Linked DNA regions of Sus scrofa: all the other regions are linked to region 2. A link is a contact called in public Hi-C data. All regions are on one chromosome and are shown on one strand. Each heading gives the region's core, a stretch centred on a gene start, on an enhancer-like site or on the middle of the called end of the contact. The rest is flanking DNA. Distances are from core to core; before and after follow the strand shown. Region 1 holds the start of CACNB3 (voltage-dependent L-type calcium channel subunit beta-3). Region 2 holds the start of CCNT1 (cyclin-T1). Region 3 has its middle 48 kb from the start of C5H12orf75. Region 4 overlaps C5H12orf75 (overexpressed in colon carcinoma 1 protein).

Region 1 (3,673 bases), core at 106-2,605, 67 kb after region 2:
GGGGATGTTGGGGACCCGTCATTTCGTTTCAGGGTGAGCCTGTCTCCGCAAGGGGGTCGGCTGATCCTCGCTCCAGCCGCGGTCTTTGGTATGGAGAAGAGTCCCAGCCTGGAGGTGTTTGGGGTGTGGAGGGACCAATGAGAAGCTGATCCGCTCAGAAGGGTGCAGGCAGAGGGCTGGCTGGGGCTACACCCCTTCCCCCGTCAGAACTTGGGCTTGTCCTATTTGACGTGCCCGCCGAAGGGGGCGGGAGGGGGTACTGACCCGAGGAACGGTCCCGCGACTCTGTACTCCCTGCTACCCAGGCCCGGCCGGGACGGTGTCAGGCTCAGCGGGGCGCCCCTGGAGCCGAGGATGGAGGTAGGAGGGGTCTAGGGCCCCCGAAGGGCCAAAGATCTTAAAGGAACCCCACGGGGATGGGAATCAAGTGCAGCCTGGAGTGCAGGGGGCCTGGAGGTGGGAGCGAAGGTCCTGGAAAGAGGAGTGGGAGAGGGGTTCGTCCTAGGCTTCGGCGGAGGTCTGGCTCCGAGTTGCGTCGCCTCCGCTCTGGCCAGGGCAGCGCCTCCTGCTGGCAGGGCCAGACCCCTGCCGGGCAACAAATGGGACCCCGGGACAGGGGCCGCCAACGGGAGGGTTGGTGCGGCCGCCAGCGAGTGAGCCCAGGGGGCGCTGCGGCGGGTCGGGGAGGAGGAGCACCTTGCCTCGGCGGGCCTCGTCTCGCCCGTGGCCTCTGCAGGCCGAGCCCCGCGGCCCCAGGACCCTGGAGAGGGGAGTGACAGTAGACAGTCCCCAGGCGCCGGGGGCATCCCAATTCAATCCTGAAGGAGCCACCGGGTCTGGGCCTGGGACGGGTGGACGGACGTGGCTCCCCCAGGACCCAGAGGGGGCGCTGGACACCGGGGCAAGCGAGCTATGCACGAGCATCCATCCTTGTCGATCCATGCCTCTGCTGAGGATGCGTCGAAGCCGTCGCTGGGACCGCGGCGCCTTTCTTCCTCCGGCGCTGGAGGATGGGCTCCGGGCGCAGGGAGCAGGGGCCGGGAGGGAGCGGAACCTCCGCCTCGGCTCCGGAGTCCCCGCAGCCGTTTAGCTGCTCCCGCCCTTCTGCCTGCGGCTGTAGGAGCTCCCGAGTCCCTACCTTTTCTGGGGAGGGGTTTGAGGAAGAAGCCGGGGTGGGGGTGTCGGAGAAGGACGGCGAGATATCGGATGGAAGGACAGTGGGAGGCACCCAGATAAACAGAACAGAGACTGTAGAAGGAGAAGAGACGGAAATGGAGAGAGAAGGACCGAAAGGCGACAGGGGAGGGAGTGACAGAGGCGGCGAGAAAGGAGGAGAGAGGGAGGGAGGGAGGGAGGGTGGGAAGGAGGGAGGAGGGAAAGGGGAGGGAACCTGGAGAGAGGGAAGAGAGCAGGCGTTGGAGCCGGGCGGGCGTGGGGCGAGGCCAGCGTGCAGGCGGGAGCCAGTGTGCAGAGCAGCGGCCGGGTCCTGCTCCCGCCTCGGAGCCCCTGGCCCGGGGAGGGGGAGAGGCCGCCAGCCCGGTCTATGTCTTTTTCTGACTCCAGTGCAACCTTCCTGCTGAATGAGGTAAACGCGGGGGCCCCGACCCCAGTGGGTAGCAGGAGAGCCCCACTCCCAGCTAGGAAGAGGGCCCGCACGAGGGGGAGACTGCAGGGATGGTGGGGAGGGAGGGAGGGCCAGTAGGTGAGGCTAAGGGTAGAAGGAGGGAGCAGGAAAGGAGGGATCCGCCAGGGCCAGAGCTGGCAGCTTCTAACCACTGGGACTGGGATGGGATGGGTGGACTGCCTGGGGAGCCAGAAAAGGGGCTAGATATGAGGATGGGGGCGGGGGTGGGGTGCCTCTGCTGCAAGCTCCCCTGGTGCCCCTCCCTGGGTTCCCTGGAGCAGCCAGCAGCTAGAATGCTAGAGGCTTTGGCTTTGTCCAGATCTTAAAGACTGCTGGGGAGGACTTCCAAGGGGCCCTAGATCCTGCCTCAGTTTCCCCATTCAGTGTTCAGGGATTGGGATCTGCCCAGCTTCCTGGTGTGCTTATAGGAGAAACTAGAATGTATTCTAGAGGCTCTCAAGAATTCCAACTCCCAAACCTGGTTGTTCGGGCTCTCCCACCCCCATGTCCTGCTTCCATGCCTGGGTACCTGCCTGCTGCCAGTCTAAGGACTCTCAAAGAAAGAGGACAGAAGAAATCCGCTCCTTGAATACTTTTTACCCCCTCACCTCAGCTCGCTCTCGCGCGCGCTCTCTCTCTCTCTCTCTCTCTCTCTCTCTCTCTCTGTGCTCAGCCAGGGAAAAGAAAAGGGGTTAGGGACCACATGGATAAGAGACAGGCATATGTCGTGTTACAGGACAGGAGTCACTAGGCTGGCATGAGAACTAGAGCAGGCAGGTGTCGGTGAGGTATGAACTGGAAGGGGGCAGTGAGTAGCAAATCAGAGAGAAGGGAACAGGGAGAGAGGCTCTGAAGCTCCCCGTAGGACCCAGGGGATTGGACGCAGGTATGAGGAACGTGAACACATCTCCTGGGGGTGGTTGGCATGGCAATTCCTGCTTCTTTGTGGGCAGACTTCGACACCACTGTCCCAGATGAGGATGGAGACAACAAGGTGTGGGAGGAAGGAGGGAGGTTGATGGTAGATCCACTGTTACCTACGGTCCCGAGGACACTCTGGTGGTGGGGAGAGTCCCAAAAGGAGAGGCTAGGAGAGTACACTCAGGGCTGGGGAGAGAAGCGGATGCCCGAGAAGCTGTCTTCTTCATCGGAGTCATCTCCCAGGAGAGAGCACCTTGAGGGTCTTACTCTTTTACATTTCATGCCTCCCTTTGCCCCTCTGGAAGGACAGAAGGGATTGAAGAGACAGAATAAAAGAGGAGATAAATACCAAGGAACTGGGAGAGGGCACAAAGTGAGAAGACAGTGTCTGGGAAGAATCCAACAGAAAACCAGCCCCCAAATGGTGCTGGACTCAGGAGAAGGACCTGGGAAAGCAGACTGCCCCCCTCCCCCCAACAGGGAGCCATGGGGGCTCTAACAAAGTTGTTTGCCAAATCCAGCAGGAGGAAGATGCTGGGCAGGGCTGGACTGCACCACTTACAGGGTGTGGACAGACTAAAGCAGACTAAAGATGTCTTAAGATGAGGCTCCTCTTTTTCTTGCTAAGGGAACGTGAACAAGTGACATAGTGAGAAGCCAGTTGGGGCTTCTTTTTTTGGGGGGCGGGGTCTTCCTCTCTCGCGAAGGCACAATGCTTCCCATCATGGGTCTCATCAACCCTGTCAGAGTTTTGGTTTTCTAATTCCCCGGTAGCCCAGGAAGGTGAAGGCGTGAGCAGATTTCTGATTCACCCCCCTGGGTGTGAGACAGTGGAAAAGGAGAAGGACTGAGCTTCTGAAGCTTTCTAGTAATCTTCCCTGGCGCATCCCTGGGGGTGAGGATGGGGTGGAGGAGAGTAGGTAGGCAATCAAAATTCAAGGGGATAATTTTGTTCAGGAGATAAAAAAAAAAAAAAAAACAGGAAGGAACTCAAATGGGTGGAACTTTGAGGAAGTTTCCTGAAGATAAGGACTGCTGCTCAGTTCTAACCTCAAATCTTAGTGCCCTTTTGAAGGCGACTGCCTGGTTAAGCGGCTCCAAGCAGGATACTGGCCATCCCACCCCACC
Region 2 (3,473 bases), core at 881-3,380:
GGGCATAGCAGAAAAGCAGAGTAGGCGATTAGAACACACCGACAAGAGACTAACGACTAGTAAGAGCTCGTTGAAACACAAAGCGGGAAGGATACGCAATTCCCAGCAAAGTTGGTGGCTCGGGTGAACAAGCGGGAAATTAACTTCGCCTCGCTTCCCTCCCGCGGAACTCTTAATTTCAGTCTCTCCCGGCCCACCCGCTTCCCTTCGGTCTGACAGACCCTGAGGCCTGGACGCCGGGGCAGGGCGGGACTTACACCAAGGCCGAAGGCCTAGGCCGCAAGGATACACGTTAAGACGCTGGCCCATGTCCTGGAGCAGATTGGCCGCCTGCTGGCGACAAGAAAGTTCTTCATCTGGGTCCAGGCCAAAACGACGGGATGGGCTATTTTCCAGCTGTTCTCGAGTAAAATACCACCGTTTATTGTTGTTCTTTCTCTCTCCCTCCATAGTGCTTCAACCAGAAGGCAGCGGCGGAGGCTGCAAGCACTTCCCAGCGTCACCTTCTCGGCGACACACATCCGCTGTGCGGGGGCTACTGCGACGTGACGAACTTCCGCTAGGGCGGACGGCTAGGTTGTGACACGCTTCCGTCGGGTGGGTGGGTGCTAGTTAAAGGATCCACTTCCGGAAAGCGCCTCGAGTCGGCCTGTAGCCGAGTTAACAGCCAGCAGGAGACCGGAAAAACCTTGGGCCTAGGACGCAGGCGCCAATCACGTGACCCTTGAGGCACGAGGTGGGGTTAGGAGTTCTCGTTCAAAAAAAAAAAAAAACACGTCTCCTCCCGCGAGAACTGGGTTGAGCCTTCGCGCCCTGAGCGAGGGGGCGGGGCAACGGCTTTGGCTGGGTGAGGTGCCCGCCCACGCGCCGCTCGGCGGTTCCGCGGTGAACTTCGCTCGTGGCGAAGGTGACCGCTTAAGATGGGGCACATCCGCAACTTGACAGATGAAATAAGTGAGACTGTCAAAAGCTGAAAAAAATAATCAGAGAGTAGCCCTATCGTCTATCGTACCATAAAGCAACGGGAAAGCTATTGCATTGTTGATAACAATGTAAATTACCCATTGGAGAAGCCGCTTTACAATATGTAACTAATGCCTTGAAACTCCTAAAGCTTCGACGCGGTGAGCCAATTTAAGGGAATAAGATGGAATTAGTAGTAATAATTTAGTACTAACCACAGTAGTGAATGACTCAAATATACTGTTTAGTTTAACCGGCACAGCGCCAAATATTTTAATCTATGTTTTGCGATCGGGTGAATTTAAACTGCTCCTTCCTTCTGGAAAGCTTCCACTACCACTCTGCGCATGCACAAATTTGTAAATTTCTGCCCTCTATCAAGATGTATCCGGCTCCAACGCTTGAGGGTTGTTCCTTCGTAGACAAGATACTTGTCTGTGCCCCTTGTATAAATGTAAATGGCAACTGTATATACGTTTTAGATTCTGAAAAGGATTAAATGAAGATTTGAGTTAAAAGTACCTGGAGCAGTACCTGGCACATAAAAAAATTCAGTAGATTTTATAATATTTATTATAGCATATTGAAACTGAGGGCAAGGACCATACCAGCCTTTTAAAAAAAACAACAACCCATTTTCATTTTTGTATCCATCTATCACCTCCCTAGTACAGTTCTGGCCCCAGTGGTCAATAAATGTTTGTCAAACAAATGCTCAAAACAACTAACAATAAAAAAATAAAAAATAAAAAATAAATCTCTCTGAAGCTTGGAGAGATTAAGTGGTTTGTCCTACACTACACCATTTATAAGTGTAGATTTTAAAATCAAGTCTAATTCCATTGTTCTCTCCATTCTAGCCGAGTGTACTCCTGCTTTTCGGGAACACTCACCTTGATTAAATTTGGGTAATATTAAAATCTTTTGTCTTTTATAATAAATATTTTGAGTTCTGTCATTTCTAGACAAGGCTGCTCCCACTCAATTTGATTCTAATTCATTCTCAGAAGTATTTTCTTCCATTCTAGGCCCTCCTCTGCCATACACTGCCTACAATTAGCATTTGCTCCATTTTATTCTGGAAAAATTGAGGAAAAAAATACTTGAAGTTACAATATTTTCAAAAATTATGATTTCAAACTTGTTCCGTTGCATGCTTTTTTTTTAATTGAATAAGCACTTTTTTAGTTATGTCATCTTTTATTTCATTTTTTGTCTTTTTGCCTTTTCTGGGGCTGCTCCCGCGGCAGATGGAGGTTCCCAGGCTAGGGGTCTAATCGGAGCTGTAGCTGCCAGCCTTCACCAGAGCCACAGCAACACGGGATCCGAGCCACCTCTGCAGTCTACACCACAGCTCACAGCAATGCCAGATCCTTAACCCACTGAGCAAGACCAGGGACCAAACCCAAAATCTCATGGTTCCTAGTCAGATTCGTTAACCACTGAGCCACGATGGGAACTCCTCCTATGTTGTCTTCTTAATAGCCAAAATTATTTCTCCCAGATTCCCCTCACCTATTTTTCTGACCTGTGTTTGGTTCTCCACTAAATTTCTTAGATTGATGACTCCATTTTGATGCTGTCGTGACTGTGTACCAGTCTTCTGAGAAAAAGACCTAGAAACTATCAGGCTTCACGCAATGCAACTGCTAGCCAATGGCTTGCTACCCTCCAGTACAGAAGAGGGGCACCTGTGTAAATCAGAGAAAAGAAATATTCTTTGACTTAAAATGATTTGAAAGTAGGTAGCAGGGATAACATAATTGCCAAACATGAATTTTTGACCATGCCTTGTTTCAAATCCCCACTATTCTTTTTTTTTAAACTATCTTAACCATTTTCGCGTGTACAGTTCAGTACAGTTCAGTAGTGTCAACTATATTCACAGTGTTATGCAACAGGTATCTACAGCTTTTTATTTTTTTTGCAAAACTGAAACTCTATACCCATTGAACAACTCCCCATTTCCCCCAGCCTGACACCTCCCATTCTCCCATTCTACTTTTTATTTCTTGGAGTTTGACTACTTTATAGACATTTAATATATGCGGAATCATACAGTATTTGTCTTTCTGTGACTGTATTATTTCTCTTAGTGTAATGTCCTAAAAATTCCCAGTTATTCTTTTAACTAATTGTGTGATTCTCTGCGCCCGCACGTGCGTGCGAGCGTTTTGGCGGCACCTGAGGCATATGGAAGTTCCCAGGCCAAGCTGCTTCAGTGACAAGGCCAGATCCTTAACCCCCTGCGCCACAAGAGAACTACTAGCTGTGTGATGGTAAATGTCATCCTGAACAGAACACTATATGGCACCTGGTAGGTCTTCAATACAAAATAATGTGAAAATAATGATAGCCTTCAAATACACTGCCCTTAAAGAACACAGGAATTTTCCTCTCTTTTTTTTTTTTTTTTTTTTTTTTTTTGGTCTTTTGTCTTTTTGTTGTTATTTCTTGGGCCGCTCCTGCGGCATATGGAGGTTCCCAGGCTAGGGGTCGAATCGAAGCTG
Region 3 (3,637 bases), core at 21-2,520, 100 kb before region 2:
GGATTAAGGCTCCACCCCCCCTAGTGAGTTCATGTTAATGTGATAACCTCTTTAAAGACCTACTCTCCAATAAAGCCACATTCTGAGGGACTAGGGGGTTAACACTCCAACCTATCTTTTCTTTTTTTGGCCACCCCCCCAAGGCATATGGAGATCTGGGCCAGGGATCCATCTGGGCCCCAGTTGTGACCTATGCTGCAGCTATGGCAATGCTGGATCCTGTAACCCACTTGCCAGGCCAGGGATTGCACCTGCATCCTGGCACTGCAGAGACACCGCGGACCCCACTGCACCACAGGGAGAACTCCTTACCTACTTCTTCTGTGGGATACACAATTCAACCCATACCAACCAGGGAGAGCAGGGGAAGTAGAATTTTACCAGAAATGGACCCAAACACACACACACCAGAAAATTAGAATGTGAAAAAGGTGCCCTTTCTAATCAACGGAGAAAGGCTGGATGACTCAATCCATGATGCTTGAAGCAACCAGATAGCTTCTCTTGTATCCACCACTAAGTTGTACCAATCCTTTTGCACCTGCTACCTGTTCACTCTCGTTCCCGGCTCTAGCCCTTGGGGAGGCTTCACCGTCGTTGGGGTCTATGGCTCTGTTACTCCTCTAAATTTACTCTGTTTTACAAGGACTGGCTCGAGGTGGCTTCTGTAGCTTGCAATGATTTCAGAGGCTGGTGGCCTCCTCACAAGGCTGGTCTTCTCCCAGTGAGACGTTGATAGGTCCTTCATTTTAAAAAAAATTCCCCTCTGTCACCCTCCCTCCTGCCTGTTTCCACCTGGCTCCTCGCCTCCACGTGGAAATAGGCTATTTGAGGCCGATCATTTCCTTCGGGGCTTCCCAGGAGAAGTGATCAGTCAGAACAGAAATGCTCCTTGGAGGATCACTAGGAAGTCGGCAAAGCCAGCTACGATCGCAAGTATTTTAAAACCCAGACATCAAAGTATTTGGATGGGATCCAGGGTTTCCTGCCTCCCTGCAACCTCCTCCTTCCAGAAGAGAATCAAACTGTTGAGGAGGAAGAAAAACTACCTTCACTGGCGCTGCAATTCCCCAAATTGCCCTTGGACTCCTTGCTACAGAAAGGGGCTCCTTGGAAGCTGGCTTATTAAAATATTTGTCTGAACACTGGTGAGATGGAGGGCGGCCCTAAAACCAGACAAAGCAGACTTCTCGCCAGAGGCTTTCTCCTTCCAGGGTTCCTCTTACATGGTCGGGTTTTGCTTTTTTTAAACAGCAATAGCTCCCATCTATTGGGCACTTAGGATGTGGTTTGTATGTGTAAGACTAGCATGGTGAAATGATTCAATTCTCTGCATGGTCCCATAAGGTCAGGGTGGTGGTTGTTTTTTTGTTGTTGGGGTGGGGGCAGGGGGGCACGCAAATGTTCAGTATATGGAAGTTCCCAGGCCAGGAGTAGACATCAGAGCTGTACCTGCCAACCTACCCCAGAGCCACGCTAGATCCCAGCCTCATCTGCCACCTACACCACAGCTCATGGCAACGCTGGAGCCTTAAGCCACTGAGCGAGGCCAGGGATCGAACCCACGTCCTCATGTCCTCATGCATACTAGTGGGTTCACTGCCACGGAGCCACAAGTGGAACTCTGGTCAGTTCTATTTTTCCCATCACACCAGTGAGGAAACTGAGGCTCGAGGCGGTAAACTGCCCAAGGAGCTAACCCGAGCACAGATCTGAACCCAGGACTTGTCTGCCTGGCCCCTGAGCTCTCAACCACAGCTCAGACTCCTAAGCGGAAATGTCTAAAGGGCCAGGAGGGAAGAGAGGCGGGGGCGGCGGTTAAGACGAGGGGAAAGGTGGGCAGAATGGGCAGCCAGAGGGCCTGCCCCCATCTGGAGAGGCTACCACTTTGCAGCAACAGCCAGTCCTACTCCCATGGGAATTGCGGCCCAGTGTGGCCAGATTTTCCATTTTTCTGAAAAAGCTTGAGACTCTTCATAGAAAAGCCAGGTTTCAACTTTTGAACATTGGGAATGGATTTAAATATTTTTACAAAAACATGGCGCAGGCGGAAAAACTAGCATTTACAGCCCACGGCTAGCCGGGAGCTCTTATTCCCCACTCGTGTTTCCCGAGCTCCCATCCTTCCCCTCTGAGGTTCCTGGAAGGAACCGGGCTTGCTCAGCCAATCTCCATCCTTCTGCGGAGCCCAGCGTGCCCTTGGGAAAAGCTTCAAAGAAAGGCAGGGGGCGGGGGGACAGCGTTCATCTAGTCAAGGATAGGACACTCCAAACCCACTTGCTTGCAAGCAGAAACCCATGTGTTCCAGACTTTCATCGGTGGGAGTTTCCTGGGGCTGCAGTACCACATACTGGGTGGCTTCAAACAAAACTGTATTCGCTCACAGTTCTGGAAGCTAGGTGTCCAAAATCGGGGTGTCAGCAGAGCCAGACTTCTGCTGCAGGTTGTAGGGAAGAAGCCTCTCTCTTGCCCCTTCCAGCTTCTGGTGGCTCCTGGCAACCCTTGGCATTCCATGGCTTCCAACTGCATCATTCTCATCTCTGCCTCCGTCTTCACGGGACTTCTCCCTGTGTGACTCTGTGGCTCTGTTTTCCCTTCTTCTAAGAGACCTCGGTGGATGTAGGGCCCGTTTGATCCCATATGACCTCATCTTAATCACGTCGGCAAAGATCCTATTTCCAAACCAGGTCACATTCTGAGGTTCGGAGAGGACATGAATTTGGGGGGTTTTTTAAGAGTGACCTTTTAATCTCCATCTGATTTCCTGTGTCTATCTCTACCTTGGCTCCAATGGACAGAGGACGAAAAAGGCTGTTGCTTCTTTACTTCCTAAAAGTCCAGCAGCCACAGGTAACACGAATGCTGGCTGTTTGCAACCTCGAAAATACACCATAATGAGGCCACTTCTCTCTTGCATACTTTTTTCTCTTCTTCCCTGTCATTTTCTCTTATCTCTTTTTTGCTTTGTAACCACTCTTTGGGGAACCGAGCCTCTGAAAAATACTGCCACGCTGTAGTCAAAAGGCTTTGAGATCGTGAAAACCTGGATTCAAGACCCACGCTGCCACTTACCAGCCCTCGGGGCCTGACCCCTCATGTGTGACCAGTAAATGTATGGACAGAATCTGCTGTCGGACGGGAGGCTTGGAAGCAAGGGCTCTGCTCTCCTGTATCTCGGCTTCCTCATCAGAAACACGGAAGTGATCATAACCATCAGAGAGCCCCGCTGTGCTGGATGAACAATGTTGCACCGCAGAATAAATAGTCCTGCGAGAGCAGAATCAAGGGAGCAAGAACATTGTTGCGTGAATTATTCTGGGAGTAAAGAGAACCCACCATAGTTCACCACAATAGGCAGAGCAGCAGCCCTAGAGACTTTCAAAGCTGAGCCTTAACACCAGGAGCTGGTTCCTGCAGCCCCTCGCCCCCCACCTGGCCCCCCGCCCTCCCACACACCGACCCTCGCCTCGAGCTTTTCCAACTACAAAGCTTCTGGGCCCCTCTCCACGGAGGCATGCAGGAGAAAAGTAGAAATCTCTGCAGCTCCAGAGTCTGAGGGAAGAGCAAAAAGTATGAGCAAGCACCTGGGGCGGAAAGAGGGGGAAGCCTGGGGGGATGGGGGACGGGCAGTTCTGCT
Region 4 (3,710 bases), core at 291-2,790, 83 kb before region 2:
AATGGAAGCTATCTTTTCTTCTGTCCTGGTTCTTGTTCTCTCGGAGTTACTTCTAAGATCTTCCTGAGGTTCACAGTGCTTCATCTTTTGGGCAGTGGGTTCTTTTGTCCATGATGAACATGTTTTATAACACCTTAACCTGGAAATTCGGTCTATGACTTGATTCTTTCTGCAGAACTGCATCTCTGCACATGGACCACTGGCTCCACTGCAGCTTTGGTACTGACATTTTTTTCCTCTGTATATTAACTACCCCCTGGCTACTGCCAAACATTTAATATCGATCCTAATCTAATTCCCAGCCTCTCTAGTCTGCTTATCTGTCACTTCCAAGGTCCTAACCCCACAAAGATTTTGACAAGGAAGAATGAAACCTTGGTTATTCATTATTTATGGGCTGTGCCCATGGCATGTAAAAGGGCCAGGGATAGAACCCAAGCCACGGCAATGACAACACTGAGCCCTTAACTGCTAGGCCACCAGGGAACTCTGAAAGCTTAGTATTTTAGTCAAACGCTTAGCTTGTTCTTACCAAATGAATTAAGTTGCATGGGGGCGGGGAGCTGGGGGGAAAAAAAGCTGCAAAGAAAACTGATTTAATCATAAAGAGCTCTTTACAATAAAACATGTGGGTTCCACAGATTTAAGAAGATAAGACCCCTTGTTAATCTTGAGGCTCAAAATTTCTTAGAAATACGGAGCATTGTAATAGCTACAATTCATTCATCAAGGCTAAATACATAGAATTATTTACAAAAACATACAGTACCTCTTGCTGATTGAGTCATGATATTTTCTTCTAATCTTAAAGAGAAAATGAAGAAAAGTTCAGTTATAAAGAACCTAATTCTAGTTTCCCATAAAGCTACAAATAGTTGTGACATGGATGTCCTTGCGAGTCTAAATCATCAACCAGAAAAAGAGAATGAGGAAAAATAATATGTTAAAATAATACAAGGCTTGTGTACAAATTAAACATTAACAGCTCTTGAAAGCTATGTATCAGTGTACAGTGATGAGTAAATCGGCATTCTTTTACCACGAGCCACACTTAAAAACTTTTATTCAAGCAAGAAGGTTGCAATCGTACTTATTTCAAAAGGACTTCATAATTACTAATAAAACCCAGAAAGGAGCCTTACGTCATTTCATTACCCAATAAGCAGTTATTCTATTTACCAGATGACTTATCAGTCCCATTTATCATCTATGGCAGGAGTTTACCTCTGTTCTACCACAATTGCCTAAACTTAAAAAAACGTGTGCTTTCGTTTCCACACAGATCATCACTGAAAGGAACAATCTGTGCAGGACAGGGATCGCCTGCTCTGTCCTGTCCACCTTGGGGAGCTGTTCCTATGGCCTTTTCTCGCCCCTCCAGTCCCCTCCCCTTCCCCCACTTCCCCTCTTGCTCTTCTTGTATAACTAGTCATTCATTTCTCAAGAGTCTTCCCTGGGGATCCACGGAACATAACCATGAACAGTGAGTTGTTCAATTTTGCTCTGGAATTACTTGCATCATGTGGGTGGCGATTTTGACAATGATCACAATGAGCAAATACAGCTCTTAAACACGGCCCACTGTGACTCGGTGCTATGTAGGGGGAGCAGGAAAGCTGAAATAACAATTTTACTTTTTTTCACAAAACAAAAAAAAATCATATGGTTTTACTTACTTTTTCGTACCGTCTTTGTTTGGCTGGATACCATATTGACGGCTTCAGATGGTAGACCAACATACACCCCTCCGTAGTTTCTTAAGGAAAAGAAGCAGAGAAAAATCAGGCCAAACTACATGGTGTACTATCCACCTGTAGAAAATTATGAATGCATGAAAGCATGGAGTCCTTCGAACAATGACGGAACTTTTAAAATAACTCATGACTTTTCAAAAGTCGAATTAAGAATATTATTGTCCTTGGAGACAGAACTTTTTCTGTGCTCAAAAAAAGCTATATATTAAAAAAGCTGTATAGTAGAATTTTTTAGATATTTTGCCTGCAGTGGGAAAGAAGAAGGTGGGATTGTTACGATTTTGTAGAGTAAGGAGTATCAGTACGGTGACATGTTACAGTTGATCAGTCAACAGTTATGAAGAATTCAGAGTGGTCAACTCGGGAACAGGTGTTACGGACAGGGTCATTTTACCTACAGGTAGATACAAAGTGAGGAGAGAGTGAGAGTGGAGTGCAGTGGCTCAGAGGATGGGAGGACAGAGAAGGCAGCGGGAATGAAGGGAGGTCCTCCAATTTGGGAGCACAGCCAGAGGCCACAGGGTGGAAACTAGCCCAGGCCGTGTGCACAGGACAACCCAAGCGTGCTCGAAAGAAGCCCATGATTAGGAACCCTGGGTGAGTTCTTGATCAGATCACATGCTCCTACCTGTTACTCTCTGTGCCAAAAGTTTTCTTGGTAGGATCTGTATTATTGGCAATGGGCTAGAGCGGTTGATTAAACCCATGAGTTAAACGAATTCATGTTACATTAAATCCATCAGGTGTGGCCAAAATTATTCAAATTTAAAGCAGCCTCAATACCAAACATACCTCCTCTTGTCATCTTCTGCTATCGAGTCTTCTGTTCTGAAAGGTCAAAAACATTTTATGAGCCGTCTGGTTACAAAGACTTCATTTTTGGCTCTGAGAAGAAGGGAACTGATGAGTTAAAGGCAATTTTGTTCAAGTTCTTCCACCCAGTATTTTGGTAACACAGTATTCTGACTCTACCTCAATCATCCATACACTAAAAACTGGCAATGTTCTACTTACCGAAAAGTGCAAGTGCCAACAAGCCTAATTGCTAAACAAAATGAAAAACTTGAGGGGAGCCAAGATTAGAAAGAGCACCATTAGGCATCACGAAGCCTGGGTTTTGTCTTGGCTGTGCCACCTGCCTCCTGTGTGATGGACAGGCTGTGGGCAAATTGTCTGCCGATATCCATCTGTAAAATAAGGGGGTCGACCAGATGACTCAAGGTCCCTTCTAGTCTTAACACACGATGATTCAGTGTCTCATGTCAGCTCAGTGGCACAACTTTAGTTATGAAAGATTTATCTGGTGCAGAAAGGGTTAAATCAATTTAACCTTTAAAAAAAAAAAAAAAACATTTTAGGGAGTTCCCGCTATGGCACAGTGGGTTAGTGATCCAGCTTGTCTCTGGGAGGTGCAGTTCCATCCCCGCCCAGCGTAGAGTGTGAAGATCCAGCATTGCTGCAGCTACGCTATAGGTGGAAGCTCTGCCTTGGATTTGATTCCTGGCCCAGGAACTTCCACATGCCGAGGGTACAGCCAAAGGAAAAAAAAAAAACATTTTACATATGACCTATTACACAGAGGAGGAGGAAATGTTCAAAAAGTTTTTGGAGGGAATTCCTAGTCTAAAATGCACGGCCTCTTTTCCTTGAAGAGGAATCCATTTCCTCCTAAAATTACTTGGCATATTTTTAGGAGGATCAGGAAGATTTTCTTGAAGCACTAGTTTAGTATAAATGAGTTATTTTTCTGAAAGAGAAAAGACTCAAGTGTATCTGGTTGAACTCAACATGGAATTCTAAGGGGCTTCGGTCAAGAAGAAAGTGGACTGAAAGCATCTCAAGAGTTTCATGGAATCTTTCAACTCTAGGGACTGCCTAACCTTGGTTTCACCCACTTAAGAGTTGTGAAGGTACATGCCCATGAGATGTGGGATCATTTCAACAGCCAGTAAATCC

Evidence for each region. A called contact is a pair of places that touch in the nucleus more often than the background predicts.
Region 1: a contact with region 2 is called in a Hi-C map of epiblast stem cells, with 1.9 times the contacts expected there. The contact joins the promoter of CACNB3 here to the promoter of CCNT1 in region 2. A contact is called at or near these places in 2 of 5 promoter capture datasets (both in liver), 2 of 47 Hi-C or Micro-C datasets (epiblast stem cells and fetal liver) and 1 of 2 datasets of contacts at active chromatin or transcription factors (skeletal muscle).
Region 3: a contact with region 2 is called in a Hi-C map of embryonic fibroblasts, with 2.4 times the contacts expected there. The contact joins the enhancer-like site here to the promoter of CCNT1 in region 2. A contact is called at or near these places in 2 of 5 promoter capture datasets (fetal skeletal muscle and liver) and 9 of 47 Hi-C or Micro-C datasets (adipocytes, alveolar macrophages, embryonic fibroblasts and 5 more).
Region 4: a contact with region 2 is called in a Hi-C map of embryonic fibroblasts, with 2.2 times the contacts expected there. The contact joins the enhancer-like site here to the promoter of CCNT1 in region 2. A contact is called at or near these places in 2 of 5 promoter capture datasets (fetal skeletal muscle and liver), 9 of 47 Hi-C or Micro-C datasets (alveolar macrophages, embryonic fibroblasts, fetal heart ventricle and 4 more) and 1 of 2 datasets of contacts at active chromatin or transcription factors (skeletal muscle).

Annotation. Positions count from the first base shown.
Region 1 is chr5:14,874,169-14,877,841 of Sscrofa11.1, forward strand. CACNB3 (voltage-dependent L-type calcium channel subunit beta-3) reads left to right here and starts at 1,356. Exons shown (of 13, transcript XM_021091589.1): 1 at 1,356-1,585. The coding sequence starts at 1,544.
Region 2 is chr5:14,806,294-14,809,766 of Sscrofa11.1, forward strand. It overlaps CCNT1 (cyclin-T1), which reads right to left and starts at 2,131. Exons shown (of 10, transcript XM_003481561.4): 1 at 290-2,131. The coding sequence starts at 450.
Region 3 is chr5:14,706,256-14,709,892 of Sscrofa11.1, forward strand. No RefSeq gene overlaps it. Among named protein-coding and RNA genes, the nearest start is that of C5H12orf75, 48 kb to the right of the region's middle. Within about 2 kb of position 1,271, at least 1 of the 83 cell types and tissues checked has an H3K27ac peak or open chromatin away from gene starts, as enhancers often do. A contact at or near this core is called in embryonic fibroblasts, where this site is marked.
Region 4 is chr5:14,723,656-14,727,365 of Sscrofa11.1, forward strand. It overlaps C5H12orf75 (overexpressed in colon carcinoma 1 protein), which reads right to left. Exons shown (of 7, transcript XM_021091585.1): 4 at 2,547-2,582; 5 at 1,677-1,756; 6 at 770-804. The coding sequence ends at 800. Among named protein-coding and RNA genes, the nearest start is that of C5H12orf75, 30 kb to the right of the region's middle. Within about 2 kb of position 1,541, at least 4 of the 83 cell types and tissues checked have an H3K27ac peak or open chromatin away from gene starts, as enhancers often do. A contact at or near this core is called in embryonic fibroblasts, where this site is marked.